Linked DNA regions of Mus musculus: all the other regions are linked to region 2. The links are chromatin contacts, called in public Hi-C, promoter capture Hi-C and targeted proximity ligation maps. All regions are on one chromosome and are shown on one strand. The core of a region is the stretch at or near the end of the contact, and the rest is flanking DNA. Distances in the headings are between cores, read along the strand shown. Region 1 holds the start of Klc2 (kinesin light chain 2). Region 2 holds the start of Men1 (multiple endocrine neoplasia 1). Region 3 holds the start of Rbm4 (RNA binding motif protein 4). Region 4 holds the start of Slc29a2 (solute carrier family 29 (nucleoside transporters), member 2). Region 5 holds the start of Tmem151a (transmembrane protein 151A).

Region 1 (5,839 bases), core at 1,126-3,625, 1.2 Mb before region 2:
GCTTGCCTCTGCTTCCCAAGAACTGCCATGCCTTGCTTGCTATTTTAAAGACAAAGAAATTAAGACAATACAAGCACCCCAGAATTTCTGGATCCAGGCAGTGGCTTGGCCAAGAACCACAGAGAACAAAACCCTTCTCTATCCGACAGCCCAGTATATGGGGAACTAAACAGTCTTTCTTCCTGAAACTTGCTAAAAGCACAAACATCCAGGAGTTGTGCTGCCCCCACCCCAGTCTAGAACTGGTGTCTCCATGGCTACCCCTCTAATTCAAACTCCCTTCTAGCCTAGCAGTGGCTTCCTTGTCACTTGTTCCAAGAGTCCATCCTTGGCCTACTAAGGTTAACTCTCCATAGCTCCCAGAGAGATCTCAGAAGCTAAGTCAGGCATCTTCTGCTTGTTAGACCCTTCCACAGGCCACCTGATGGCCTGGACATATTCTGTCTTCTGCTTCCTCACAGCCTCTAGTGTCCCTCTCGCCCTCTCCGTAAGTTCTAGGTACACCATTCTTGTCTCCCTTCAAGCCCACGAGCTCTCCTACCTCGGTCTTTACACATGCAGCTGTCCTCTAGTTGCCTCTTTGGAGGCCAGCCCTTGAGCTAAAGTCATCTCAGAGAAGTCTTGCCTGATCAATAGACAAGACTCCCTTCTACAAACTGTCACAAGATCTTACTGTCCCTGGAGCACTGATCACAACTTGTTTCAAGTAACTAGTTGAATGTGTGTTTCTCTTCTCCTGTTGTACTAGGGGGGAAAATCATCTTATTTTGTTTTGAAGGGACAGTAGGGGAGCCAGGATCTTACTATGTGACTGACCCAAGCTGGCCTGGAGCTTGGGATCCTACTGCCTTCACCTCTCAAGAGCTGGGATTGCAGATACCATGCCTAGGGAGGACACAGACCTTGTCTGCATTCAATCTGCATCCTGAGCATTAACACACTGTAGCTCAGCACACAGTAAGTGAGAAGCTATACAACTTAATGAATTCATGCATAATTGTATTGTGAGGGGAGGTTACTAAAGTATTTCTGCTTTCTTCTGTCATCCCAGTCTGTTAGGTAGAATGAGGCCTGAATGGCATAGCTCAGTGTGAGGTAAGGGTGCCCGTTGGGGCAGGGCGCAGGGCTGGCATTTCCAAAGTGTATTCATTGAACGTTGCTTATTGTCCTAACGTGACGCTCTGAAAGACTTGTGTTTCCTTGCTGAGGGTGTTCCTACATCACCAGGGCCCTTCGGGTAATCTTCCACCACAGCCCCAACACTGACCTACCTGAGCCTCCCCAAGCCCCAGCTCGATGGCCTCCAGGGAGCGGCGCAGGAGGAGGCAGCGCTCCTGTGAGCCCGGCTCGGCCTCGCCTGCTTCATGAGAAGCTAGGGGAGCTAGCAGGGCACGATGCTCCCCTCTCAGGGTCTCTAAACCCTGGATCACCGCCTTGGTGCCCAGCACTATCTCGTCCTGACTCAGCTTCTCCTCTCGAGGAAGCACCATCGTGGCCATGGTCGTGCCGTCTGTGGAGGCAAGGGGTGGGGCAGGCGGACGCCAGGCCTAGGGCCACACCGCCGTCCACCCCAAGTTAGGTAAACACCGGGAGGTCCCCGGACGCCTAGGTCCCTATGGATGTCCAGATCCCTCAGCCCGCAGTCCTCGCCGTGCCAGCACGCGGCCTACAGGGGGCGCGCCAGGCTCGTCTAGCCTAGGGAGACGCAATGCGGTGTGACTGAAGTGAGGCTGGACCCCGATTCCGCCCCAGACCACCGGCTCAGGCCAGTTGATCTAAAGCCCATCTTCGAGAGTTATTCGGAACTGTCCTAATCGGTACACAGAGCACTAGGGCATTGCAAGGCGTTCCCAAGTCAGACGCCACAGGCTCTCCGGGCAACTGGGTCTCAGCCCTGGCGACAGCCCCTTTCCCAGGGCAAGCGGAACCACGAGCCCCTCCCCCAGGGCCGACCGAGCCCCGCCACCCCGTCCCCGCCCCCGCCGCTCCGGGGAGACTGCGGTCTTTAGTTTCGGGACAGGTCTCTTCAGGCCGCGCCCACAACGACCCCTCCCGCAGGCTGGCCTGAGGCCCGCAGACCCTCCCTAGAAAAGGCCGGATTCCCAGCCCCAGCCCGGGACCGCGCCCCCTCCCCGCGGGCCGGTCGGGTCCTCCCACAGGCCGCGCCCACGACCACGACGACTCCTCCTCTAGGCCGACCTGCAACCGCTCCTCACTGTCCGGCTTGACTGGGTCTCCCGGCCCAACCGGCCGGCGCCGACCTGCACCTTCTGCTTTGGCCCGGCTCCGGCTCCTGCTCCTGTCCCGCTTCACCCGGATCCTCGACCGTGAGCTCGTCTCGCTGCCTCCATCCCGCCGGCCTTCCCAGCAGTCCCCGCGCCGCCTTAAAGGTGAAGCCGCTACCTCGGCGGCGTCGGAGGGGGCGAAACACGCTCCAGCCGGCCAGCTCGCTGCCTTAAAGGGGCCCCGCAGGCCTGGCCGGCTTCGGGGTGGGGCCAGCCCAGACGGGACGCAGAGGGGCGTGGCTGGACTCGCCCCCTCGGACCAGAGCTTCCAGGTCTGTGCGCTCTGCGGAGCTCCGACCCCGGACCAGAGTGACTGAGGAGCAAGAAGGCCGACCTCCTCAGATTCCAGAGCGAGTCGGTCCACATTGATTGACTGTCAAGTGTTTTTGTCGATGTCTTAGTGCATTGACTTAATGCTCACAAAGGGCTGGTGAGGTGGGTGTTGCCATTACCCACCTCTCACACATCTGACCCCCCAGCCCCCTCCGCGCTCTAGAGACGCACCTCTTACCGGCTTCGGAGGTGACTGTGCCTGTAGGGAATTCTCAGCATCTAGGTTTGCTTTGTGAGGGAACAGAAGGAGGCTTCTGGTTAAAAAGGAGAATTGGGTGGGAAGGAGCGTGTGGAGGTCGGTGGAGAAGGGAGAAGATCCACGCCCCTGAGGGGAATATCTGGGTGGATACTGCTGACCAGATAAGGAGGTCAGACGAGTGCCTTTGGATTGTGGTGGTGTCATTGGGGGGCCTCAGATTGGGTGTCACCAACTCGGAAGGAAAGACCTCTGTGCTAGATAGTTTTATGTCAACTTGACACAAACTAGGGTCATTGAACAGATGGGAATCTCGGCTGAGAAGATGCTGCCATAGGATCGGGCTGCAGGAAAACCTGTTTTCTTACTGATTGTTGTGGGAGGGCCCAGGCCAGGGTAGGTGAGGCCAGAAGGCAGTTCTGAGCAAGTTCAGAGGGCAAGCCCAGAAGCAGCACTCCTTCATGGGCTCTGCATCAGCTCCTTTCTCTGGGTTCTGTTCTCTCTGGGTGCCTGTCCTGACTTCCTTCACTGGATGAAGAGTGCACCAAATAAACCCTTTTGGTCACTGTGTTTCCACACAGCAATATTAACTCTAACTAGGACGGCCTCTTTGGTCCCTATCCCACTAGATTCTACAGTACTCTTCCCATCTCTACTCCACACCCACTTGGTGCTGACACAACATCGGCCTTTCTAACATTTTTCTTGTTTTGCCTTCTGGAATGTAGGTCATCACCTGTTGGCTGGGGCCTGGGGTAGATAGAGAATGTGGTAGCAATCAGTAGACGGCTACCTTACAAAGCGTGCGGAGGGGAGGGGATGGCTGAAAGGATGCCTCGGTGGTGAAGAGCATTTGTTTCTCCTGCTCAGGACTTGAGTTTCATTTGCAGCACCCATTGGCTCACAACCATCTTTACCATTTCCAGGGCATCGATAGATACCGCCATCTGAGTTCAGCAGGCACTAGGAACTCATGTGGTACACACACATACTTGCAAGTGAAACACTCATACACATAAAAAATAAATCAGAAAGCCAGGCGTGGTTGGTGCACGCCTTTAATCCCAGCACTTAGAAGGCAGAGGCAGGTGGATTTCTGAGTTTGAGGCCAGCCTGGTCTACAAAGTGAGTTCCAGGACAGCCAGGGCTATACAGAGAAACCCTGTCTTGAAAAACAAAACAAAACAAACAAAACAAAAATCAGAAAGGAAAAAAAAAAGTCAGAGAGATACACTTGCCCCTGACTAGTCCTTCCAAACCTACATTTGGTCTCATTTTCTGTAACAAGGGGCCAGCACCACCCTCAGCCAACTTCTCAGTTGACAAGTCTATAGGCATCTCAGGGACCTGGGGTTTGTCTTTTTTTTTTTTAAGGTATTTTCCTCATTTACATTTCCAATGCTATACCAAAAGTCCCCCATACCCACCCCCCCACTCCCCTACCCACCCACTCCCCCTTTTTGGCCCTGGCGTTCCCCTGTACTGGGGCATATAAAGTTTGCAAGTCCGATGGGCCTCTCTTTTCAGTGATGGCCGACTAGGCCATCTTTTGATACATATGCAGCTAGAGACAAGAGCTCTGGGGTACTGGTTAGTTCATACTGTTGTTCCACCTATAGGGTTGCAGTTCTCTTTAGCTCCTTGGGTACTTTCTTTAGCTCCTCCATTGGGGGCCCTGTGATCCATTTAATAGCTGACTGTGAGCATCCACTTCTGTGTTTGCTAGGCCCCGGCATAGTCTCACAAGAGACAACTATATCTGGGTCCTTTCAGCAAAATCTTGCTAGTGTATGCAATGGTGTCAGCGTTTGGAAGCTGATTATGGGGTGGATCCATGGATACGGCAATCACTAGATGGTTCATCCTTTCATCACAGCTCCAAACTTTGTAACTCCTTCCATGGGTGTTTTGTTCCCATTTCTAAGAAGGGGCAAAGTGTCCACACTTTGGTCTTCGTTCTTCTTGAGTTTCATGCGTTTAGTAAATTGTATCTTATATCTTGGGTATCCTAAGTTTCTGGGCTAATATCCACTTATCAGTGAGTACATATCATTTGAGTTCTTTTGTGATTGGGTTACCTCACTCAGGATGATGCCCTCCAGGTCCATCCATTTGCCTAGGAATTTCATAAATTCATTCTTTTTAATAGCTGAGTAGTACTCCATTGTGTAAATGTACCACATTTTCTGTATCCATTCCTCTGTTGAGGGGCATCTGGGTTCTTTCCAGCTTCTGGCTATTATAAATAAGGCTGCTATGAACATAGTGGAGCATGTGTTCTTCTTACCAGTTGGGACATCTTCTGGATATATGCCCAGGAGAGGTATTGCGGGATCCTCCGGTAGTACTATGTCCAATTTTCTGAGGAAGGGGTTTGTCTTGAATAAGGGCTGGACTCGGGCTCAGAGAACAAGGTTTGGCATTTGCCATCTTTCACAGAGAGATTGTCCTGTCCTGTTAGCCTAACAGGGGGCTCACTCTCTTCTCCTGAGAAACTCTAACTCTTAGAAAGCCCCTCACCCCACCCTGAGACAGGGTCTCATGTAGTTCAGGCTGACCTCAAATTTGCTAAGTAGCTAAGGGTAACTTCTGCCTGCCATCATCTCCCATGTGCTGAAATGTCCAACTTTAAGACTTGCTGGAGACCAAACCCAAGGCTTCATGTATGCTAGGCAAGCACTCTACAGACTGAGCTACACCCCAGGTTAGAAGGGTACTTTTTATTTAAACAATACCAAAGTGCCTTCCTCATGGACTCAAAGCTTGTGTCTCTCACTGCACTCTCTTCTTTATCTAGGCTAGCCCCATGTCTTTCACTAAGTGCTATTACAGTCCCCTGGTCCTTCCCCTTCCTCTGTTAATCTAGATGCTGCTCCAAACATCATGGCATCCTAGGGCCCGTGATCCAGAATAAGTGAACTGCATCATGACCGAGATGGGGACTAGGGATATGTGCACCTGCACCGTATCAGTAGAAGCTCTCACCTAGCGTATGTGAAGACTTGGGTTCAATACTCCATGTAGC
Region 2 (5,560 bases), core at 116-2,615:
TTACACCTGTGTAAGGAGCTGCTCAGATGTGGAAAACAGAAAGATCACATATCCTTCTTTATGACTCTCTCTGTCTTCTTCCCTTTACACAGGCTCTCTCTCTGAACCTGCAGCTAGGTCGTTAGGCAGGAAGTCCCAAGACCCTCCTCCCTTTAACCCCCACACTGACCCCATTCCCCATCCATGCCCTATAATGCTAGGATTCCAAACGTATAAGTGAATTCTGGGTATTTGAACTCAGGTCCTCCTACTGGTACAACAAAAGGCTCTCAGCTGCTACATCATCTCCTCAGCTTCATCTATTGAGGTCTTGGTCTCAGACAAAAAGACTTCGTTTTGGAAACAGGGTCATTACAGACTTCGTGAATTAAGATGAGGTCATGAAGCCTTGTGGGAGGGGTGGTGCCATGTGGACTGGTGGTGAACATCTATAATCCCAGCATGGTGGAGGCTGAGGCAGGAATATTGTGAGTCTGTGGCCAGTCTGAACTAAAAAGCAAGATCCTGTCTAAGGTAAAACTGACCTTGAACTTCCTGATTTTTTTTTTCTTTTCTTTCCTTAATTTTATTTTACCTATGTGTGTGCATAAGGTGCCTGCTTGGAGCCTGCAGAGGACAGCAGAGAACATTGGACCTCCTAAAGTGGGGCTAAAGACCCAGTTGTGAGCAAACATGTACATACTGGGAACGCAGGGTCCTGAGCCAGAGCCGCCAGGGCTCTTAACTCTGAGTCATCTCTGAAGTCCACCCTGAGTTCCTTGCCTCTAATTTCAAGGACTGGTATTGGATCATAGACCAGTCTTGCCTTGAGCTCACCAAAATCCTTCTGCCTCCGCCGTACTGTGTTCAGCCTTGCATTCTTTTTAGGTGTGGATGTTTCGTCTGCCTTTTTATGTGTGTGCACCAAGTCAAGCTTGGTGGAGGTCAGAGAAAAGCATGGGTCCTCTGGAAGTGGAGTTACAGATGGTGAGCCACAATGTGGGTGTGGGGACCTAAACTTGATCCCAGGTCCTTTGCAAAAGCAACAAGTGCTCTGAACAGCTGAACCAGGTCTCCAGCCTCCTTGTAGTGTTTTAGAGCAACAGTTTCCCTCACATCTTAAACTGGCCATAATACACACTGCAGGGGCGCTACTGCGCCTGAGTTTAATCCTAGGACTACAATCTCCCAGAAGTCACGGAGGAACTTCTTCTGGCGTGATCCTAGATGACCAATCGTTGAGGAGCTCAGCTTACCCGCCCTGGAGCAGCAGGACTACTTCTTCCATAAGCCATTGCGGGTTTGGCTGTCATTTTCAGATTTAGAGAGGGCCGGGTGAGCAAGGACTCCCCATTTCCCAGCAGGCAGTGCGGCCATAGGAGGCGCGGGACTTCATTTCCCAGCAGGCTTCAGGCGGCGGGCGCCGCGGTGCCTTGTGTGGGATGTAAGCGCGGAGGTGGGCGCGGGGGACCGAAGCCGGGACTCTCCTTGGGACTTGTGGGAGGCTGGTTTGGGTTTGCCTTCTGGACAGGCTCCAGAGGGCCGGGTAGAGATTGTAGGGACTGGAGGGGCGGCCTTTGAGGGTCCCCAATAGGTCTTTGGGAGCAGCCTCATCGGGGCTGGGGGTCCCGGAATTGTAAGGAACTAGAAGGCCCTATATAGCCTTGGTTGAAGGGTCTCAGAAACCGAGCCGCCGCCCGTGAGCACAGGACGAAGCGGCTGGCGAAGCAGAATTGTGGCGGAGGGTAGAGCCTTAGCCGAGCCTGGGAGGGGGCTCTCTCGCCGAGCCCGACCCTCCCTCCCTCGGCTCGCCCGCAGGCCACCGCCCGCCGCCATGGGGCTGAAGGCCGCCCAGAAGACGCTGTTCCCTCTGCGCTCTATCGACGACGTGGTGCGCCTGTTTGCTGCAGAGCTGGGCCGAGAGGAGCCTGACCTGGTGCTCCTGTCCTTGGTCCTGGGCTTCGTGGAGCATTTCCTGGCTGTCAACCGTGTCATCCCCACCAACGTGCCGGAGCTCACCTTCCAGCCCAGCCCCGCACCCGACCCTCCTGGTGGCCTCACCTACTTCCCGGTGGCCGACCTATCCATCATTGCTGCCCTCTATGCCCGATTCACCGCTCAGATCCGCGGCGCTGTGGACCTCTCCCTCTATCCTCGAGAGGGAGGTGTTTCTAGTCGCGAACTGGTAAAAAAGGTCTCGGATGTCATATGGAACAGCCTCAGCCGCTCCTACTTCAAGGACCGGGCCCACATCCAGTCCCTCTTCAGCTTCATCACAGGTTGGAGTCAGACAGGTGGTCAGGAGAGCAAATGAGTGTTGTCTTACCTCTTCTCATGTCTGAACAATATGGCTTATAGCCCTTTTGAGACTTGTAAACCTTGTGTGGTGGGGCAGGTATTATTTCTCCTTCGCAGTTGTGGAAAGAGAATTCTGAAGAGGGGAATGTCAGAATGACAGGGCTGAGACTGGAACCTGGTCATTTGGTGCCAGCTTTTACTCCCCAGTCTTTCAACAGTCCCAGCCCTGCCATTGAATAGCCAGAGGGATCTGGCAGCCCAACATATGGGGAAAGAAGGTGGTAGCAGACTGGGGAGGTAGGACAAATGGGTGGGTACATTTGAGACAATTAAGATTATACCTTTGAAAATATTTTGAAAGGAAGCACGGGCTTGACTAAGGACAAAGTGCTTCAGCTCTCCGTGCAATGTACTGAGCAAGCATCTGAGGCCTCTTGTGAGCTTTGAGGAAAAAAGTGCAGAGATAAATCAGAACATGAAGAAGGGAGGGGTGGGGGTTCGTGGGGTCATGGGCTTGCTCTCCTTGACACAGTCTGATAGCTGTACAATAGACACTGGGTTAAGTCATTATGTTAACAGAAGTACTTGGTGTAGAAAAGGGAGGGGCAGTTTCTGGCTGGGTGGACCTGAGATCCAGAAGGGTTCTGGGGTTGGGTTATTGGGAGGGAGCTGCTGCGAGCATAAAAGGGTGAACATAGTGGATAGGGTGTGTGATGCCTGGATACAGGCTTGAGAGGTGCTAGAGGGGGCATGGCTCCCTTCTTCCAGGACAGAGCTCTCATGACTGCCCTTTACCACAGGCACCAAACTGGACAGCTCGGGCGTGGCCTTTGCAGTGGTAGGGGCCTGCCAGGCTCTGGGTCTCAGAGATGTCCATCTGGCCCTGTCTGAAGATCATGCTTGGGTGGTGTTTGGGCCCAACGGGGAGCAGACAGCTGAGGTGACGTGGCACGGCAAAGGCAACGAGGACCGCAGAGGCCAGACAGTCAATGCCGGTGTGGCTGAGCGGGTATTGTATCTTCCCTCCATTGTGCCCTTTTCCTTCTGTGAGTCTAAGTGACCTGAGGGATTCTGCTCCCCAGGCCAGGCTCCCCTACCACTGTCCCTCTGTGTTTATGTACCAAGGCGGGGGGCGGAGGCAGGGCAGGTGAATTGATTTACGTTGCTGTGCCCTAGAGCAGGCTCAAGGTGGTACATCCTGAGATGTCTGCTTTTCTCCCTTTCCAAGAGCTGGCTGTACCTGAAGGGGTCGTACATGCGCTGCGACCGTAAGATGGAGGTGGCGTTCATGGTGTGTGCCATCAACCCTTCCATCGATCTTCACACTGACTCTTTGGAACTGTTGCAACTACAGCAGGTGAGGAGACTGCCCCAGCCCAGGACCTTCCCTTCCCCTTCTGTACAGAGAACTGATCCTTTCCAATGCACACGAAGGGCTTTGTGAGTCTTTACTCCTAGCCCTTCTGTGGTGGGAGGGCGCTGTTTCCTCTGGTCACTTCTCTAGCTGACTGGGGCTCCCTTCTACTTACCACGCCCCTCTCCCTTTGGCTCTAGAAGCTGCTCTGGCTGCTGTATGACCTCGGACATCTGGAAAGGTCAGTGGAAGGCTATGATCAGATAGGCTTTGTGGGGATCAGGGAACTGAGTGATAGCCTGATTTTATGATCTGTTCCCAGATACCCCATGGCGCTAGGGAACTTGGCAGACCTGGAGGAGCTGGAGCCTACCCCGGGCCGGCCAGACCCACTCACCCTTTATCACAAGGTGAGGGCATCTCAGAAAACAGCAGCTCCTTTCTGGGGATGGAGAGGAGAGAGGTGAAAAGGGAAGAACTCTGTGTGTTGGAGGGTATTTCCTGCCTTACTTTGTGTAGGGCATGTGTGTAATGAGGGTAGTTCTGTGTTTAAGAAGAGCCCTGGCTCCCCCAGCTAGGAGTGGCAGGGCCCGATTGATCCCACAAGCCCTGCAGTTTTCAGCTGCCCTTTATTATCCTGGCTATAGCCTGTGGTAGCACTGTGGAGAGATGTTAGCTTGCTCATTGTGGTAGGAGGCTGGTTGGGCTTGAAGTCTTTACACAGGACCATGTGGTGAAGAAACCTGCCCCAGGCTTGAGTGTTTCCCTGCTCCTCCCTAGGCCTTGTTTTGTGGGGTCACCACTCCTACTGTCTGCCCTTGCTTTAGCAAGCAGGCTTGTAGATCCAGGCCTGGAATGGAGGTGGGAGGGAGTATGGAACACCAGGCAAAGGGGCCAGCAGTATTAGAGACAGGGAGGACCCTTTAGCATCCTTTTTCTGTAGCGTATCAGTGATGAGGCAGCTGGGGGCTGCCTCCCTGAGGTTCCTCTGCTCCATCCTCCAGGGAATTGCCTCAGCTAAGACCTACTACCAGGATGAACACATCTACCCCTACATGTACCTGGCTGGCTACCACTGTCGCAACCGAAATGTGCGCGAAGCCCTGCAGGCCTGGGCCGACACTGCCACTGTTATCCAAGAGTGAGGATTCCCCTGCCAGGGTTCCAGCCTGCCCTTTGTCTCTATGACTTTCCAATCGGTCATCCAGTTGTGAGACCTTGTCTCAGCTCTGTCCTCTCTGATCAGCCCCTATACAGTCAAGGCTACCATTACTTGGGAACTGAGAACCCCTGGTTAGCTGCTGCTCCTCCTCATGCCTTTCTGTCACTCCTCTCTGCCCAGTTTTTCCTGCTTTATAGTCAGTTGTGTTATCCATGGTGCTTCTGTCTCTGCCCAACTTCTAGTCCAGTCCCCACATCCCACTCCATAACCTTGCCTTTGACTAGCATGATCACATCTGGGTGAACAAGGACTCCAGCCTCGCACCCAGTCAGTGGGATGTCCCATTGTGGGACAACTGTCAACTGAATCCTGTGTGTTCTCACAGCTACAACTACTGCCGGGAGGATGAGGAGATCTACAAGGAATTCTTTGAAGTGGCCAATGACGTCATCCCCAACCTGCTGAAGGAGGCGGCCAGCCTGCTAGAAACAGGCGAAGAGCGGACTGGGGAGCAAGCCCAGGTGAAGGGCTGGCCTCCATTGGCGCACCCTCCGTCCGGGGCACATTGATGAGACCGCAAGGACAGGATTGGGAATTCTCTTTTGCTGGAGCTGATCCCTGGGCGAGGGTTTGAAAGGATTTTAGGGGGTTTTAGAGCTAAAGCTTTTAGAGAAATGGGTTGATGGTCCATCTCTCTGATGGTCAGGTTCTAACCTGGGCTAGGCTGTAGGTGAGGAAAGGCACGCCCCTCCTCCCCTCACTCGCAC
Region 3 (6,086 bases), core at 1,197-3,696, 1.5 Mb before region 2:
CATATAAACTAGCCCAAGATGTCTAAATCAATCGACCCCTATATGCACATGGAACCAACCGGAAGACATGCCATTACTGCTCCAAATCCCAATGCCTCCTCCCTAAATTCTTAAAAAATTACAAAAATAAATAAAAAGAAATCAATCTTCTAAGTGGTTTTTCAAATATAACTCCTTGGCACAAAAGTAGAACAAAATTAAATAGAGCTACAACTTTTGAAGCTCATTATTTGTACTGAAAAAGAACTGAGACAAGAGGGTAAGTTCAACCCAGAATTCTGTCCCTATAAGTGTCCTTTTCTTCTGATCTCCCTCTATCAAGTGCAACACAACAGTGATCCTGTGCTGTGCTGAGCCAATAAAAGCCAGAGGCAAGCACTTTGCAATGGGCGACGGTGGGGGCTGGGGGCTGGGGCCCAGCAGGTGAAGTCTTCAGAGAAAGGACTTCAAAACAGGCTCAAAGCCTTAAAGGGCTCAACATAAAAGCCAAGCTCTTTTCCCCCCTCTAGACCATCATTCTCCATTTTATGAAATTTATTGCACATATTTTGCATTGTTTCTGAAAGCTTCACAAAAAAGAGGGTCAGTGGACTATTCCACAAGTAAAAGAAGCCCTTGTCACCTAACTACCTGAGTTCCATCCACGGGACCCACATGGTAGGAGAGAACATGAAAACACACACACACACACACACACACACACACAAAAGCTTTTGTTCAAGTGTATCACTGATCCTTCATCAGCCAGCAAAATCCTTCCATCCCAATGCCTTCCTTTTCTCAACCAATTCATTCCTAACAGCCTTGTACTGAGCACTCCAAAAGAGTGATTCACCTTGAAACTCTGTGTTGTCGAGGCCCCTGATGGCCTCCACCGCATCCTCTGCCCGCTCCATGTGTACAAAGGCATAATCTTTCACGATGTCACATTCGATGACTGGGCCGTACTCCTCAAACTTGGCCCGAAGCTCTTGGTTGGTACAAGTGGGGCTGATGTTGCCCACGTGTAACTTGGTTGAAGCTTTGCTCTTATTCTTGCTGGCTTCCACATTGATGTTCACTCCGTGCAGCTTGTAGTGGTGCAGGTTGCGTATGGCATCCTCAGCGGCCGTCTTGTCCTCTATGTGCACAAAGCCATAATTCTTAATGATGTCACATTCCAGCACCTTCCCGTACTGCTCGAAGAGTGAGCGGATCTCCTGCTCTGTGGCCTCCCGGGGCAGATTTCCAATGAACAGCTTCACCATCTCCACACAGCCTGCAAGTAGAGAAACAAGATTTTTAGGAGAAGACCTCAAGTCCATAGCAACTGTTAAAAAAAGGGAAAAAAAAAATCAAATAAATAAATGGCTCCCATCATCTCCTTTCACTTTAGCACATAGTCCCAAAAGTTTTCTCCTACAGGCATGCTCTTACATCTCCAATCAGTAACAAATGTGGAGTTCAACAAGAGCCTGCTTCTATTTCTCACAAGAAGTTCTATAAAGAGGAAAAATGTAACAAGGCAGACTTTTGTAGACAAAGGGGATTTTGCGGTGTGGCTCCAACCTACAGCACGGTACATTATAGGCAAGTATTCCGCCACTGAGTTACACTTCCCCTGCCCCAGACAAAGGAATAACGCTCTAAGTTTTCAGCATAAATAAAAAAAATGCTACAGGTACTGAGAGCTACTCACTTTGACATTTGAAAACAAGATTCTAACTACTAGACTTGCTAATTATAATTACTTCAAATTAGCTCTTCCTCTCTTAGCAACCATTTCCGGAAAAGTGGGAATTTCACTCGGAGTAGTGAGTTCCGGGATCAACCAGATAAAAAGCAGGGAAATATAGAAAATGCCCGAGTAGGAGGAGTCCTCTGGGGTGGGGGTGGGGGTGGGGCATGTCATTACAGGCTCCTACAGAAGAACTGGTCAAAGACTGGTGCTACAGTTTGGTGAGGAAGCCAACAATGCCCAGGGCATGACAGATTCTCCAGCCTAAATCTAAGATTTATCTAGGTGGAAACCCCAAAGAAGATTGAGCAAAGCAGAGGGTAAGGTGGACAAAAGAAAGCTATTCCGGGAGTAGAGAACGAGGACTTGGAGGAAGGTTGTTTCAGGCTTACCGCACTAAGTCGAGGACCGATGTCGGCTCTCAGGGACGGGTGCGCAGACCGCAACCCCACTATGCCAACCCTGACACCCACCGGAGTCAGGTAAGTTTTTTTAACAGAGAAAAGAACACAGTGGAAGAACGTGGAGTATCTCACCGCATGGATACCTGCAGGTCCTCCTCCTTGCAGCGCGGACGGTTCTGACAAAACGCTAAAATGGCGGCGGCCACAGCAGTGACTCTGGGTAGAAAGAGGGGTGAACCTACCCACCGGATTGGCCGTTCGGTAAAGTAAAAGGCTGGCGTTCCCGGAGATCCTCTTCCTGATTGGTTACCCGGAACGCCAATTACCTGAGAGGCCAGGAAGAGGTGGAAACGTCAGTAACCTGGACCTTTTATATGAAAGCCAATGAGCACCCAGCCTAGTGAAACTGAAGCCACTGATTGGGCAAGAGGTCCATCTGAAGGTGGAGCTAGAAACGCGGAATTCTTCAAAGCGCGGCCAGCCATTAGGCAGAATGAACAAGGTGCCGTGCGTCAGTGGGGCAACCTGTAGCTTCGTGGCTCCCAACTTTGTTAAGCTTTCACATTTTGTCACTTACACGTGCACATCCTGACAAAATTCAAGTTCTGTCACCACAATTCCGCACCGGTCCCTAGCTGAGCGTCACCACGCCCCGCAACGTGGATATTGCATCAGTCAACCTACCCAGACCTCCCGGCGATAGCCAAGCTCCCGCCCCTACTTAAAAAGCAACCCCCACTTTCCAATGTAGTCCTTCTGAGTCTCAAGTTACCAAAATTATAAGTATCTTTATGTAATTTTAAAACTCTAAAACAGTCAGTGGATCCAGCTTCGATAACAGTTCAATGGCCCAGACAATAGGGTGGTCAGAGACGTAGGAGACACAGGGGTTAAGGTTCCCTTTAGGAAACAGCCTCCCACCTCCCCAAAAGGTGTGAAAAACAGAGATTGAAAATCGACACCCCATCCCACCCCAACTTCACCCCGCCAAGAGAAGAAACAAAAAACAAAACAAAAAACGGGAACAGCAATTTTTGATTTTGTTTGGTTTTATTGGGCTCCATTAGCCAAAACTAAGTTTAAATTCCCTAAAACTGACCTTGGAAAAAAGGCTTGTGACAATCAGCTGTAAACAAGTACAAACGAACATTCTTCACAGGGTCCAAATTCCCTCATCACATTTTTCTCACCCACTGGCTGCTTCACATAATCCCATACTCATTGAGCAAGCAACTTTAGTCATGACCCTCTGCAACGCAGCTTCTTAAGATGGAGATAACCGGGAAAGGTGCTGAATGGAGAACTTAAAGGTGAACAGGCAGAAAGCAGGGGGAACTTCATGAGAACAGGATGATTGGGAGTAAAATAACAAATAGAGCATACTACCTCCCAAAACTGCCACAAAAGAAAGAAAAAGTCAAACAAAAGGCAGAGACAGAAAATAAGCTACTGGATTCTATAGCAGAAAATTAGTCTATAATTTAAGGCTAGGAAATAGGCCCCTTAAAAAGTAACAATATGACATTAAATATGGCCATGGCTTCATTCTGCAGCACCTGAGACTGAGTAAAAGCCACCTGAGATCTGTAATACAAGTTCTGCTGTCCTGCACAGGCCCTTTCAGAGGGGATCTAAAATGCACAGCCACATCTCAATATGCACCCAGAAATGCATAGGGTATAGAAATCATTTTCTCTCAGTTTAATCATCTTTCTTATGCCAAAATTCCTGGAGGTTGGGGTTACAGTAGCAAACAAGACCAATTCACTCCACTAAACTGGACTGGCTCCCGGTCTGAAGGGGAAGAGCCTGCTAACAAGCCAAGGGAACCACTATCCCCACAGTGTGCAGACAGACAGACAGCCCTCACCCTGTGACCAATCCCCAAGTGGAAATAGTCTCCAGACAATACCACCGCTGGAGTTAAATGCCAGACGGTCTATACAGCAAGTCCCAAGCTTGCCAGGCCTATATAGTGTGACTTGGTCTAAAGGAAAAACCGGGGACGGGGATCCAAGCTTCGTGGTCTAACAAACCTACCCATCCAGTCTCCTTAGTTATTACCAGCCCTCCAGATAGACTGGCTTTATTGTCTCTACCTATTCAGAATACATTATTCAGGCCAGGCCTGTTGGCGCACACCTTTAATCCCAGCACTTGGGAGGCAGAGGCAGGCGGATTTCCAAGTTCCAAGCCAGCCTGGTCTACAGAATGAGTTCCAGGACAGCCAGGGCTACACAGAGAGACCCTGTCTCGAAAAAAAAAAAAAAAAAAGAATACATTATTCTTTCTTCAGATTTTTTACTGGCCAATCCATCTAAAGGCATGACTTATAACTATTTACTTTCACAAATAATATACTATCACTTGAAACTCTATCTTGTTCACTTCCTATATTATATGGCCTCAATGTTGGAACTACCCTGATAACATGAAAGACACTCAAATACTTGTTAACTAAGAAACTCATGTATGAGATAACTTTTTGATAACCATAAGGAAGGGACTGAATTTTCACTAACATAGATATGCTGCTGGTTGAAAAGGTCCTGCCTAGCAAGGACCTGGGTTTGTTCCCCAGCAACATGGCAAAAAATTCACAGATGCCTCCCTCCCCTGATCTCAAACTCAGGATCCTCCTGCCTTAGCCTTTCTCATGCTAGGAACATAGGTATGAACTAACACATTCATCTAATAACTTACACTTTTAATAAGTAACTAGCTTCTAGTCCAGAAATGAGTTAAAAGCTGACAAAGGTTCGAACTAAAACCCAGTATCCTTCAAGGATAACCAAGTGTGCCAACTCCAACCCCACTGCCAGCCATGCCACCTCAATCCCCTTCTCTTCTGGTACTGTAAACTTTATTTTCAGTAAACAAAGACTGTGATCCTAGGACACATACTGAAGGGGGAGCACCAAAATGGGTGTGATCTAGGATCTTAAGCAATGACTATGTACTACTACGACAGCAAAAACTTAAGATTGTAATGTGACTTAAATGTGCTGTAGTCATACCTATACCCCAAGTCTTCTGCACAACTAAGCACTTCACGGGGTCATCTCGGTGTACCCAGATCTGATGTCTTTTCATGTGTATGTGTGTGAACCTGAGTGCAGCCTGTGTAGGGCCTACAGAGGGCATTGGATGCTCTAAAGCTGGAATTAAGATCTGAGCTACCAAGTAGGTTCAGAGAACCACACCCTGGAGGAGAAAGCACTCTAAACCAAAGAGTGCTGAGACGAATTTAGTCCTCCCATCACTTGTCACGTGCTCATTCACCCTGTCCAGCATGACTATGGATAATAATCACAATTACAAGAGGGGTAAAGAGGCGGGCGTGGTGGCGCACACCTTTAACCCCAGCACTCAGGAGGCAGAAGCAGGAGGATTTCTGAGTTCGAGGCCAGCCTGGTCTACAAAGTGATTTCCAGGACAGCCAGGGCTACACAGAGAAACCCTGTCTCGAAAAACTCAAAACAAAACAAAACAAAACAAAACAACCCAAGAGAAGTAAAGACATTTTGGTTTCCATGGACATTAACATATAAAAATGACTTTTAACCAGGCAGTAGCAGCTCACTCCTTTAATCCCAGCATTTGGAAGGCAAAGGCAGGCAGATCTCTGAGTTGGAGGACAGCCTGGTCTAGAATGAGTTCCAGGACAAACAGACAGGGCTACACCCTGGGGGGAGAAACGGGGGGGGGGGGGGGGACTTTTTTGGTAATAAAATTATCACCTCTTTGCATTTCTGAGCCCAATGATTTAAAAAAAAAAGACGACTTTTAAGCAGCACTTAGAACCATGATCATTGTCAGATAAGGAAGGCTACAATTCGGTTGGCAGAGTGCTTCCTAACATGCAGGAGGCCTAGTCATTCCAATCCTGAACACCACATACACTGGACATGGTGGATTGCCAACAATACTAGCACTTGGGATATGAAGACAGAAAGATGGATTTC
Region 4 (5,806 bases), core at 2,986-5,485, 1.3 Mb before region 2:
GGGAGGAAGGGAGGGGGGGGAGAAAGAAAGTCGCACACACCCAACTTTATTATTGCTTTCAGCTTCTTATAGCTTTTTAGACAAAAAGTTCTTTATGTAAGAAAGAATTACCTAGTAGACAAAATGTTACATAAAGGGGGAGTTACAGAAAGATGTCAATAGTAAGTTCAAAGCAGTGTTTCATTCTATAAGTTCAAAGCAACAGTTTCACACGGCCTTGTTTTAATTTATCATAGTGCACACCTGTGGCTTCATCCTTGGACCTGACCTAGCATGGATGTTTTTCCTTGATCACAAATCTATCTATTCCAAGTCTTTTTTTTCTTCTTAGTCCAATTTATGAAAGTTCATTGTATTCCTTATTATGCAGCCTTAACTCACTATTCTATGAGAAGGGCACATTCTATTCTCTCTTTTTTTAAAGATTTATTTATTTTATTTATATGAGTACACTGTCACTCTCTTCAGAGACACCAGAAGAGGGCATCAGATCCCATTATAAATAACTGTGAGCCACCATGTGGTTGCTGAGAGTTGAACTCAAGACCCCTGGAAGAGCTGTCAGTGCTCTCAACCACTAAGCCATCTCTCTAGCCCCACATCCTATTTTTTTTTTAAAGATTCATTTGTTATTATAAGTACACTGTCTTCAGACACACCAGAAGAAGGCATCAGATCTCATTACCAATGGTAGTGAGCCACCATATGGTTGCTGGGATTTGAACTCGGGACCTTTGAAAGAATAGTCAGTGTTCTTACCCGCTAAGCCATCTCTCCAGTCCCCCCCCCCCACATTCTATTCTTGATTCTAACTTTATTACATCTTTCTGACAAAACAACTAAAGCCATCTCCTTAAACTTTCTTCCTAAAATTATTTTAATCAAATCAGGAATTCTATCAAGTCATCATTTCACCTAAACAGCATTAATTCATGAAAGTTCATCTTCATGCTAATCTGCAGGAAGTTTGCCCAACAGAGTGGGCCATCACCCAGGAAGTAATCACACCAGGCTACAGGCAGTGAGGGTCTCCTGGTGTCCACTCACACCAAGCCACATAAATGAGGACTATGGCAAAGACAAGCTGAGAAAGCACATCAGCCCCAAGAAGCAATCCTGGGACCAAGTCTCTGGGGCTGTGCTTCACTAGAGTGCGCCCATCAATGCTGAGCAAGATGGTAGGCAGGCTCCAGGGAGCTCAATTATCAGCTGCAACTCTTCCTGCATGGTGTCTGCCAATCCTCTGCAAGTGGATCAAATACAGCAAGTGCTCTTAAGCACTGAGCCATCACTCTAACTGGCACGGGAAAGGAACAAAACAAACAAACAAACAAACAACTTCTTTTGGGGAAATGAGCAGAGTTCGGTTCCCAGCACTCACATCAGACACCTTACACTCTTTCACAACTCTAGCTCCAGGGGATCTGTCTTAGTCAGTGCTCTATTGCTGAGAAGAGATACCATAGCCAAGGCAGCTCTTAAGCATTTAATTGGGACTGGCTTACAGTTTAGAGGTTTAGTCCATCCTCACGGTGGGGAGCATGGCTGCGTGCAGGCAGGCCTGGTGCTGCAGGAGCTGGGTCATACGGTTCACCCACTGCCTTGGATGTGCCACATTAGTGCAGGATTTGAAGGAGGGAGATTGAGTTGCCGTCCAGCTACTACACAGAGCTCTGTCCTGTAAATCTCAAACTGTGCTACAAATAAAACCAACATTTTTTTTTAAACCACCCTGATAATTTTCTGAACCTGGGCTGTAAGTCCACTTGACATGCAGACATAGTGAATTATCTGTAAGGTTTAAATATGCACAGCATTTTCCAGCAACTTGGCCAACTGTCTGCAGAGAGACAGCTGCATTGTTTCATTTGGAGTTTCGCCAAGCCTTGGTCTCCATTCCAGTATGGCACATCCTCAGGACACAGGATTTTTTGGGATTTTGCTTTTTTTGTTTTTTGTTTTTTTTGTTTTTTTTTTTTTGTTTGTTTTTTTGAGACAGGGCTTCTCTGTGTAGCCCTGGCTGTCCTGGAACTCACTTTGTAGACCAGGCTGGCCTTGAACTCAGAAATCCGCCTGCCTCTGCCTCCTGAGTGCTGGGATTAAAGGCGTGTGCCACCACGTCCGGCAAAATATTATTTATGTATTTATGTATGTGAGTGCACTGTAGCTGTCTTCAGACACACCAGAAGAGTGTGCATCAGAGCCCATTACAGATGGTGTGAGCCACCATGTGGTTGCTGGGAATTGAACTCAGGACCTGTGCGAGAGCAGTCAGTGCTCTTAACTGCTGAGCCATCTCTCCAGCCCACACCAGTGGCCTTTAAGAGTCTGCTTTTGGTGCCCCTGCCGTGTGTTTAAAACTGGTTTTATAAAGAGGGGCTAAGCTTGTGACTGCTTCATGTGTCTGAGCACTAACCAATCACATACTTATTATTTTATTACTAAGTGTTTTCCTTTCTTGCCTCCCTTAGGATGTCACTGTGCCATCAAAAATTGTCCTGCCTGGGTTCTGTTATGCACAGCATTTCGCCACAAAGTAGAAGCAAAATATTGGTTAATTACAGATCCCCAGTCAGGCTGAGCTGAGAATCTGAGGTAAAATCCAACTCCTCCCAGCCAAAGGGATCTATTAGTATGTCCCATAGTGTGCCAGCACTCTCCTGTCCCCGGTCCTGGTACAGGCCGTTCCTTCTCTGAAACGCCTCATCCCCTTCCATCCCAGCCCAAGACAACAGACTGCTCCCCAGACCCTCATCTCCATCTTCAAGATGGTGCCAGGGCAACATCCCACCCCCTGTCCCACTTTGACTCACTCTCCTATCACTGTCAAGTAGGAAACAGGTCAGTAATAGTTATTAGAATAAGCATTCGAAAAATGCAAGTGACTAACTGTGTGTAGGTAAAACTGTCGAGAGATGCTCAAGGCAGAGGGGATGAAGAGGCCTTGAAAACCTGTTAGAACTGAACTCAAGACTGTCCCTCTTGGCATAATGGAAGTCTGGAAAGAAAACTTAAAGAGTAACTGTCTTTCCCAGTGTAATCCATTGCTGTCTTTTCCCTAACGTCACCAGCTAGGGTTAGATGCAGCCCAGGGGTAAGAGTGTTTGCCTCGCATGCACAGGGCTCTGAGTTCAGTTCCCAGTACCACACAGTCATCTGCAGTCCACCATGATCTAAGGAACCACCTTCGATGAGCCAAGCCTGGTGGCTAGATTCCGGGAACAGGACAGAACAGGGATAGTAACAGCATGGTCTGGCTGATACATAGGAAAAACATTCTAAAAAACTATATTCTTTAGAAGACACACATTTATATAACCTTGTATATATATACTTTTATATATTCATATTTATTTGTATTTATTACTTAGAAGCACGTGTGCCACTGTGCTTGTGTGGAGGTTAGGGAACAATTTGCTGGAGTCGCTTCAGTTTTTCTAACATATGGGTCCTGGGCGTGGCCTCGGGGCATCAGGCTTGGCAGCAAACGCTCTCACCAGTCCACATAAATATATTTCTTTTTCTTTTTTTTTTTTTTTTTTTCGTTTTTTTGAGACAGGGTTTCTCTGTATAGTCCTGAATATATCCTGGAACTCACTCTGTGGACCAGACTGGCCTCGGACTCAGAAATCCGCCTGCCTCTGCCTCCCAAATGCTGGGATTAAAGGCGTGCGCCACCACGCCTAGTGAAAATTAGGTTTTTAAGCACTCCTGAGGGTGGCAGTGGCGACTACAGGGGAGGGGGCCGAACGTCACCTGGGCCACGATTCCCTCCAGAGCCTTTGTTCAATCCTCCTTGTTGGACCCAGGTACCGTAGGAGGGCCTATCTGTCCGTCTTCCACATATGTTGGGGATTTTCGTTTGCAAAAGTGCCTCGACCTCTGGGGGAACTCCCTCGGAGCACCGCGCTGGGACCTTCTGCGACAATTGATGACACTGGCTTCTTCCTTCTGGTCGGACTTACTTCCTAATCTGCTTAGAGCTTAGAGGGCTCCAAACCTTAGAACACGCCAAGAGGAAGAACCTCCCAGCTAGATCGACTGTGCCCAACAACCACCGGACCCCTTCCCTCCTGCGCAGTCCTTATCCCTTCCCCAGAGATTCCGGACCCGTGCCTAAGGAGAAGACGGGTGCGAGGCGAAGGGACGGCGGTGAGACACAGCTTCAGGCGCGGAAGCAAGCTAGAAGGCGGAACCTAATACCCTAAAGGCACAGCCACCAGCGAGGCGGAGTCTGGAGAGCGGGCGTCCGGGGGAGGGGAGCAATGGCTCTTTGTTCCCGCCCTGGAGGCGGAGCCGAGGTCCGAGCCTGCAAAACGTGGTCCGCAGTGTAACCCAACCCCGACCCTCCGCTACGGCGCTCCGACCTTGGGATTCCTGGACACCGACCAGCGTCGCTCTCCTTCGGCCTCCCAGCCCTGCGTAGGCGCAGGTGCAGCCGCCTTCTGTGGGCCTGGTGCAATAGGACTGCGGCAACCATGGCGCGGGGAAACGCCCCTCGGGACAGGTGAGGTGGGAACCCATGTGCTGCGTACCGTGGCCCAGGTGGCCACGAGCCTTTGAATTCCCGCTCGTCTTGATGCTCCTGGGCTCAAAGACGAACGGGACTACAATTCCCATCAGCCGATTCCCTTAGCTGCTTGAGCCAGGGTGATGGGGATTGTAGTCCGTTCTACTGAGGGGCGGCTAGGGCGGCCCAGGCGTACGTCCTCGGGGTGACCTTCTGATTGATCCCCACAGCTACCACCTGGTTGGGATCAGCTTCTTCATTCTGGGACTGGGCACCCTTCTCCCCTGGAACTTCTTCATTACCGCCATCCCGGTGAGACCCGCGGCCGCTGGGCAACCTCATGGCCACAAACCAACATCCCTCCAGCCGTCTTGAACTGAGCCACTTTCCTCACCAGGCCACTTACTACAGCTCAGCCTGTCAGGGACAGCACCAAGCCTCATAGAGGGAACCGCCTCTCCCCTGGCTAGGCAAACTTTTAGGAAGGTACAGATCTCAGAGGTGCAGGGCCATCCACGTAGGGAGTCTGACCAGCAAAGGAGTTTCCATCCCATGCCCTTTGTCGTTATTTTTGGCCAGTCACTCCAAAGTGTCTTTTTTCCAAGCCTTTGGCTTTCTTTGCAATGACATGAGTTACAGTCATTCAACTAATAATTAATGAGCAACTACTGTAGACAGATGTGGAGGAAGGCCCGATTCCCCAAAGCATGCATTCTTTTATAGAAAGGCAGAAATCTATAGCTTGTTTTCTCCTTTTTGTTTTATTGTTGTTGTTGTTTTCGTTTTTTTCGAGACAGGGTTTCTCTGTGTAGCCCTGGCTGTCCTAGAACTCACTCTGTAGACCAGGCTGGCCTCGAACTCAGAGATCTGCCTGCCTCTGCCTTCTGAGTGCTGGGATTAAAGGCGTGCATCACCACTGCCTAACTTTTGTGTTTTCTTTAGAATAGGGTTATTCAAACATATTCAGTGGGTTAACTTCCCAGGTGTCTGTGGAGTGCTGGCATCGGTGCTGGACCCTGATACCCAAAGATGGATCAGCTACTGAATCTGAGAGACACAGAGCCAGGGCTATTAATAATGAAACAAGACACGTGCCAGGCCATTCCACCCTGAAGCAGAGAGCTATAAAGGTTCTCAAAAGAAATTTCTTCTGCTTCATAGAAAAGATTTGTAAATTAGGAACTGAGCAGACAAAGGGTGGAAGCAAAGCGCATCCTATTTAGAGAAAGATCTGGAGCCTGCAGCTTACCAGAATGGAAGGATGCTAAACCGTGAGGTCTGCCTTGCAGGCAGGGT
Region 5 (5,960 bases), core at 1,479-3,978, 1.2 Mb before region 2:
CAGGGCAAGCACTGTGTTGGCATCGGTGCGAGGCGCCTGGCATGACCGCACATGACAGTGCCAGCACTCGGCCAGGTAGAGGAGGTAGAGGAGGGAGACGAAGGCCAATGGGATGTACAGGTAGCCATCCGAGCAGGGACTGGCTGGGTAGGTGGGCGGTGGACCGCCAGCCCCACGAGCCAAGGCTGCCTCAGGCCCCAGGACCAGGCGGGGCACAGTGGCTAAGCGACACCAGGCCACCACAGCCCCACAGGCATGGATGAGCAGTGTAAGGAGCAGGCACTTCCAGTGAGACTCTCGACACAGAGAGCCTCCCAGGGACTGCTTCAGGGGCCGCTGCTGCGGGGTGGGCAGAGAAAGGAGAGGAAGATGTCAGTGGGGAACCACTAGTAGGAAGGAGGTGGACCCACTTTACAGAAGAAGAAACTGAGGCTTCTATTGATTGAGCGTTTTTTTTTTGCAGCAAGTCTCACAGTAGCAAACCTTGTTTATCTGTTATGAGCTTGCCTCCTCCTGTGCCCCGTGCCCTGCTGTTAGCAGCCCCCTACCCGAATAAGATCCCAACAGAGAAGAAATGACCCCGCCCCCCCTCCCCCAATGACTACCTAGAAATCTGATTTCTGGCAGTTGCTGTTCTGTCTCTAATCCTCTGTGTGCATTTGGCTACATTTTTACTCTCTCTGCCTCTGGATTTTGGTTATGGTGATCTAGGAGGCTGATGTGGTAAGAAGTGGTGTGTGTGTGTGTGTGTGTGTGTGTGTGTGTGTGTGTGTGCAGGCTAAGGAGCCCCAGCTCTACACCTTCTTCTCAGTGTGATTTGGGCGGACCCCTCACCTACTCCAACCCTGTTTTCTCATCTGCACACCTGGCTGTTGAGGATTCAGAGAGATCACATGTGGGAATTTGTTAGCACAGGGTCTGGCCCTGGGAATAAACACTTTTGCTGCTACCCTGTGGCTCCCACTGGTCCCCTGTTCCACAAGGGATGGCAGGAGACTCGGAAGAGGCTGTTAAGTCGGGGTGGGGGTGGGGGAGATGAGGAATGGGAGAGGTGTAAGTCTCAGGCCTAGGAGCAGATAGAGGGCCACCCTCCATCCCTAATCTGCTGAGGGAAGGGGTGGGACACAAGTTGCTGGGCAGCACAAAGTACTTTTTGACCCAAAGATCTTGGCATATTCTCCATGGTAGAACTGCCAGCCTGGCTACCTCAGCTCTGGTGTCAATAGAAGAGAAGGAAATGGGAAGGGGAAAGGGAACTGGAGAGAAAAGGTGGAGGGTATAGAGTGGGAGTCTGGGTAATGTCACCTACTCAGTCCTACCATACCTCGAGAGGCCCAAAAGGAGAGGAGACTGGCCCCCAGACCCATCCAGAGCAGCCTGGTCCCATGGTGCATGAAATTTACAGGTGCATTCTGCCACTTAGACCTGTGCCAGCCAGGGGCACACACCCACCCATCCACACCTCCAACACAGGCTCATCATAGACCCACCTACCACAAAGGAACACCATCGCTCATTAAGAAACAACAGAACCTCACTTATTTTCAGAGAACAAACATCAGGGCTGTAGCAAGGTACACCCACACACTCAAGACCACATCAGCACAGGGCATATGCACATACATGTTACACTCTGGCACCTAGACATGTAAGACCCTCACCTGACCACAGTGCATGCCTACCCCACCCTATAGCAACCTGACACCCACAGTCCATACTTAGCAACACACTAGAGAGGCACAGCATGAAATCATACACACCCACACTCTTGGGTGAAGACCCAAGGCAAGGGACCCACCAGAGGCTCACCTGACTACAGGGTATATATGTTTCTACTGAAGACACAGGGAACACATCACCAGAATTCTTTCACACACACACACACACACACACACACACACACCACAAAATGCATTTATATCCGCTCACACATGCAGACCACACACCACCCTGTTTTCCACACCTATCATCTTACACTTGGCACATCCTCCTAGCTAGAGCTGGGGAGGGGGTCTGGGGATCTCAGCCACTGGAGTGGGCCCTCAGTCCTCACCTGGGGGTGGGGGAGAGAAAGGTATCAGCAGGCTCCGCTCCTTTCTCTTCCGTTTTTCCCTCCCCCACCTCCAGTCCCTGCCACCGCTACTGCATTGCAGGCACCGCCCGACACCTCGTGAGCAACTGGGCTGGACTGGGGGCCTGACCCCATGGCCCAAGCAGTCACGGACAGCATCCCCGGCTGCGCTATGGAACAGGGACGTGTGGGGGCCACAGGGGCTGACGTCACAGGACAGGAGAAGATGGTTGAGGGGGCGTCGAGGGTCAGGGTCTCCCCTACATTCCTGCCATCTATTCCTGCCTTGACCTACGTGGATCCCGAAGCCTCGACCCCTACCAGAACGCTGTCTCCCCAATGACGTCATTGCTGGAGGGGCTCCGGGACTTTCCTCCTCAATCCCTCTCCGGGGATCGCCCCTCTACTTGTCCCCTTCACCTCTCTACAGCCCTGGCTTCTTTCCCACTACTCGCCCCCGGTACCTCCTCTCGCAGCGGCTCGCCGTCCGGAACGAGCGCGGGCACCTCCCCGCAGTCTCCACCTTCGCCCTCCGGCATGGTGTCCTGGCTGCTTCGGCTGCCAGGCCCTGGCTCGGGGCATGATAAGCAGGGGTGCGGGGGGGCTGCGGTGCGGCCCCGAGGGGCGTCCGCTCGGCTCGGCGGCCGCTGAAGAGTGCGCGGAGCCCAGCCCGAGCGCGGCGGCGTTGGCGGCCGCGGTGCCCGGCGCCCCGCCCTCCGCTGACCCCGCCCCCGCAGCACCGGTGGCGCCGCTGGCCGCGCCTGGCACCGCGGGCACACCCCATCTCCACCCCCTCGCCTGTGGGAAGCCCAGTCTGGACCGCCGGACGCCTGGTTTCTCTAGCCGCGCTCGCGCTTGCGACCTTGGGCGAGTCCTTGCTCTGCGGCACCCGAGTCTCCCCAACTGAGTAATGAAGACGGCCATGGTGGGTGGACGTCCGCAGGTTCCTCTCTAGGGAATAGGCCCAGCACTAAGCCCACCCAGACTTCACCCCATAAGCTTTGCTTGTTGACAGTTAATACCCAGAAGGGAAAGACAGTCTCATCTGCTGGATTACAGGCTGGTGGGCTGGAGCCAGGGCACCAGGAACTCTAGGCTGCGCGACTTTTGACCAGCATGTTCAAGCCATAAACTCAGCCTTTCTATCTGAGAAATGGGAATGATAATATGTTGGATTAAAGTCACTAGCATGTTTAGGCCAGGCGGGGGCGGGGTGTGTGTGTGATAGGTTTGCCCTGCATGGGACACCCTTTTCTCAGGTGTGTATAGCTCACGGGGCTGGTTTCTCACATTTCAGAGGCCTCAAATTCAGAGATTCACCTACCTCTGCCTCCTGAGCTGGGACTAAAAGTATATTTCACTGTCCTCCATCTTTGCTTATTTTGTGTTTACTTTTAAAATTACTATTTTATTTTATATGTGTTTTGCCTGTATGTTTGTCTGTACACCACATACAAGCAGTGCCCACAGAGGGCAGAGGAGGGTGTTCGATCCCCTGGAACTGGAATGATAGATGGTTGTGAGCTGCTGAGTGAATAATGGGAATCTAAGCAGGTCCTTTGGAAGAGCGACCATCTCTCCAACCGCACCCATTTGTTTACTTATTGGGCCTAAATGTTTTCTGGCTATTGTCTATATGTAGTTAGTGTGCCTGGGCACTAGGAAGACATAGATAGGTGTTAGGAATGACATAGTTCCTGTCCTCATGGAAAATATTCAGGGAAAATCTGATTAAAGAGGGGTTTAGAACCCAGACTCTAGCCATCACTCTGGGCCATGGTCAAGCCTCCGTTCCCTTTGTCCCTCTGTAAGGGCTAAAGTGATCCCCCCTTTTATTTTTATTTTTTAAAGGTGTATTTATTTTATGTATGAGTGCTCTATCTGCACGTACACCTGCATGCCAGAAGAGGGCATCAGATCCCATTACAGATGGTTGTGAGCCACCATGTGGTTTCTGGGAATTGAAGTCAGGACCTCTGGGTTTTTTTGATTGTTTGTTTGTTTGGTTGGTTGTTTTTTTTTTTTTTTTTTTCTGAGACAGGGTTTCTCTGTATAGCCCTGGTTGTCCTGGAACTATTTTGTAGACCTCGAACTCGTGATTTTGTAGGCTGGCCTTGAACTCGTGATCCTCCTGCCTCTGCCTCCTTCACCAAATCCTACCGGCGTACGCATCCACAACTGGCAAGATTTATTTATTTATTTTATATATACAATACACAATAGCTGTATAGATAGTTGTGAGCCATTGTGTGGTTGCTGGGACCTTCGGAGAGCAGTCAGCCAATGCTCTTAACCACTGAGCCATCTCTCCAGTCCCGATCTCCCCCCCCCCCCAAAATTAATTACATGTTAAATGTATTTGTTCTGTGTATCTCTCTCTGGGCGGGATGGTGCAAAGAGGTGCACTTTAACATAGCTCGAGTGTACAAATCGGAGGAAGATTTTTCGGAGTTGGCTCTCTTCTTCCACCGTCTGGGAATTGAATTTAGGTTCTCAGGCTTGGCAGTCTGCTGAGCCATCTCACAAGCAAGCTAACATGACTCTTAAAGGATTTGGACAAATGGATAAAAAGGGAAAGGCATATCTCCCGCATCCCAGGCGGAGGAGCAAAAGCAGCTGTTGGACAGCATGGGCTGAGTTTGGGGATCAGAAAAGTCTGACCTTATGCAACTAAACGCTGAGTAGTTAGTCAGCTGTAAGTATCCGAGGGTGTGTCATGCTATCTAGAGAATAGTACCTGACAGTCTGTGAGAGAGGGACCCTTGGAGGGATTGTCTCCAGCGACGATGGGAGTGGTTACAGCCTGGGTGGGAAGAAAAGAGCCTAGGAGACTAGGAGTGAAGCTTACGGGCCTCACTTGGAGATCACAGGACTGGTGATGACTCAGGAGACCTTCAGGAGACAGGTCACTACACCTCTGCCTCCCAAATCTCCCGGACCACTGGAGAAAGCGATGGAACAAGGCCCAGTACAGATTCCTGTCCCATGTATACCACCAGGACTTCGTATCTTCTGGGTGGTCTCAGTTTCTGTCTCCTGCCCCATGCGTGAGCGCGTGTGTGCGTGTGAGTGCGTGTGTGCATAACGTATTGAGCGCGATTCCAAACCCTCCCAGCAGAGGCCCTCGGGGATGAGCCCAGCGGCGGACTCTACAGGGCATTTTCAGCACCAGCCGACGGACAGCACCAGTTCTGAAAGGAGTGGGAGGGCGGAGGAGGAGTCAGCGTTCCAGGGCTCAGGGCCGCGCTGTCACTCTCCCGGTGCGGGCAACAACAACAATTTCTAGCAGGCCGGAGCTCCAAAACAGGATGGAGTGAATTGGAGGAAAGAGCACAGAGTAGGGGCAGGGATCAGTCAGAGCTTGACCGACCGCCGCATTCCTCTTGGACTGCATTGCGGCGGAGCCAGCTTTGTGCCCTGACTAGTTGGGTCGGTCAGGACTTTAATCTTCCTATTGGCGTAGTCGTGGCAAGGAGCGTCAAGCGCCTCTTGGCGCAGACGCGGAACTAAGTTACAACTCCTTCTCACCTATTGGCTGGTAGCGCCGCAAATTAGCCAGCCTACTAGTCAATCCGAGAACATCTTGAGTAGCTCCGCCCCCTATCTGTCGGAAGTTGAATATGACAAAACCCGATTGGAAGAGAGCTCACCAGTAGCCAATTGAAAGTGTAAAGGGGGAGAACCAGCTCTTCCGACGAGCCAATGGTAGACAGCGAAGTGTGACGCCAAGGACATGGCGGCCGCGATCGGACAGCCCTGGGACGTGTCGGGCCGTCGGGTAACTTCGGTCAGGACCAGGCAAGAGAAGTAGCTGTTTCAGTAGTGTTCGTACCCACGACTCAGCGAAGTACCCACGACCCTTGGGTAGAGCGAACGTCACGGCCATGGC

Evidence for each region. Promoter capture Hi-C pulls out the DNA fragments that hold promoters and counts their contacts. Hi-C and Micro-C count contacts between places; a contact is called where the count stands out from the background. Capture Hi-C pulls out chosen DNA fragments and counts their contacts.
Region 1: a contact with region 2 is called in a promoter capture Hi-C map of liver, with 4 times the contacts expected there. A contact is called at or near these places in 1 of 39 promoter capture datasets (liver) and 2 of 130 datasets of targeted methods (astrocytes and embryonic forebrain).
Region 3: a contact with region 2 is called in a Hi-C map of B cells, with 6 read pairs. A contact is called at or near these places in 1 of 39 promoter capture datasets (pre-B cells), 1 of 484 Hi-C or Micro-C datasets (B cells) and 1 of 9 other capture datasets (adipose tissue).
Region 4: a contact with region 2 is called in a targeted proximity ligation map of astrocytes, with 2.1 times the contacts expected there. A contact is called at or near these places in 1 of 39 promoter capture datasets (liver), 2 of 130 datasets of targeted methods (astrocytes and pancreatic cancer cells) and 2 of 9 other capture datasets (adipose tissue and liver).
Region 5: a contact with region 2 is called in a promoter capture Hi-C map of adipose tissue, with 2.1 times the contacts expected there. A contact is called at or near these places in 3 of 39 promoter capture datasets (erythroid cells and liver), 1 of 484 Hi-C or Micro-C datasets (B cells), 1 of 130 datasets of targeted methods (pancreatic cancer cells) and 2 of 9 other capture datasets (adipose tissue and liver).

Annotation. Positions count from the first base shown.
Region 1 is chr19:5,115,923-5,121,761 of GRCm38.p6, forward strand. It overlaps Klc2 (kinesin light chain 2), which reads right to left and starts at 2,376. Exons shown (of 16, transcript NM_008451.3): 1 at 2,200-2,376; 2 at 1,272-1,510. The coding sequence starts at 1,499. LOC115489018 (a long non-coding RNA gene) reads left to right here. Exons shown (of 2, transcript XR_003952889.1): 2 at 779-3,410.
Region 2 is chr19:6,333,648-6,339,207 of GRCm38.p6, forward strand. Men1 (multiple endocrine neoplasia 1) reads left to right here and starts at 1,366. Exons shown (of 10, transcript NM_001168489.1): 1 at 1,366-1,435; 2 at 1,798-2,258; 3 at 3,078-3,286; 4 at 3,506-3,634; 5 at 3,832-3,872; 6 at 3,954-4,041; 7 at 4,636-4,772; 8 at 5,179-5,314. The coding sequence starts at 1,814.
Region 3 is chr19:4,791,563-4,797,648 of GRCm38.p6, forward strand. Rbm4 (RNA binding motif protein 4) reads right to left here and starts at 2,447. Exons shown (of 4, transcript NM_001290122.1): 1 at 2,254-2,447; 2 at 836-1,258. The coding sequence starts at 1,247. Gm21992 (predicted gene 21992) reads right to left here. Exons shown (of 3, transcript NR_157185.1): 2 at 2,254-2,447.
Region 4 is chr19:5,019,771-5,025,576 of GRCm38.p6, forward strand. Slc29a2 (solute carrier family 29 (nucleoside transporters), member 2) reads left to right here and starts at 4,236. Exons shown (of 12, transcript NM_007854.3): 1 at 4,236-4,507; 2 at 4,741-4,822. The coding sequence starts at 4,479.
Region 5 is chr19:5,082,763-5,088,722 of GRCm38.p6, forward strand. Tmem151a (transmembrane protein 151A) reads right to left here and starts at 2,729. Exons shown (of 2, transcript NM_001001885.2): 1 at 2,536-2,729; 2 at 1-339. The coding sequence starts at 2,610. Yif1a (Yip1 interacting factor homolog A (S. cerevisiae)) reads left to right here and starts at 5,776. Exons shown (of 8, transcript NM_026553.4): 1 at 5,776-5,960. The coding sequence starts at 5,956.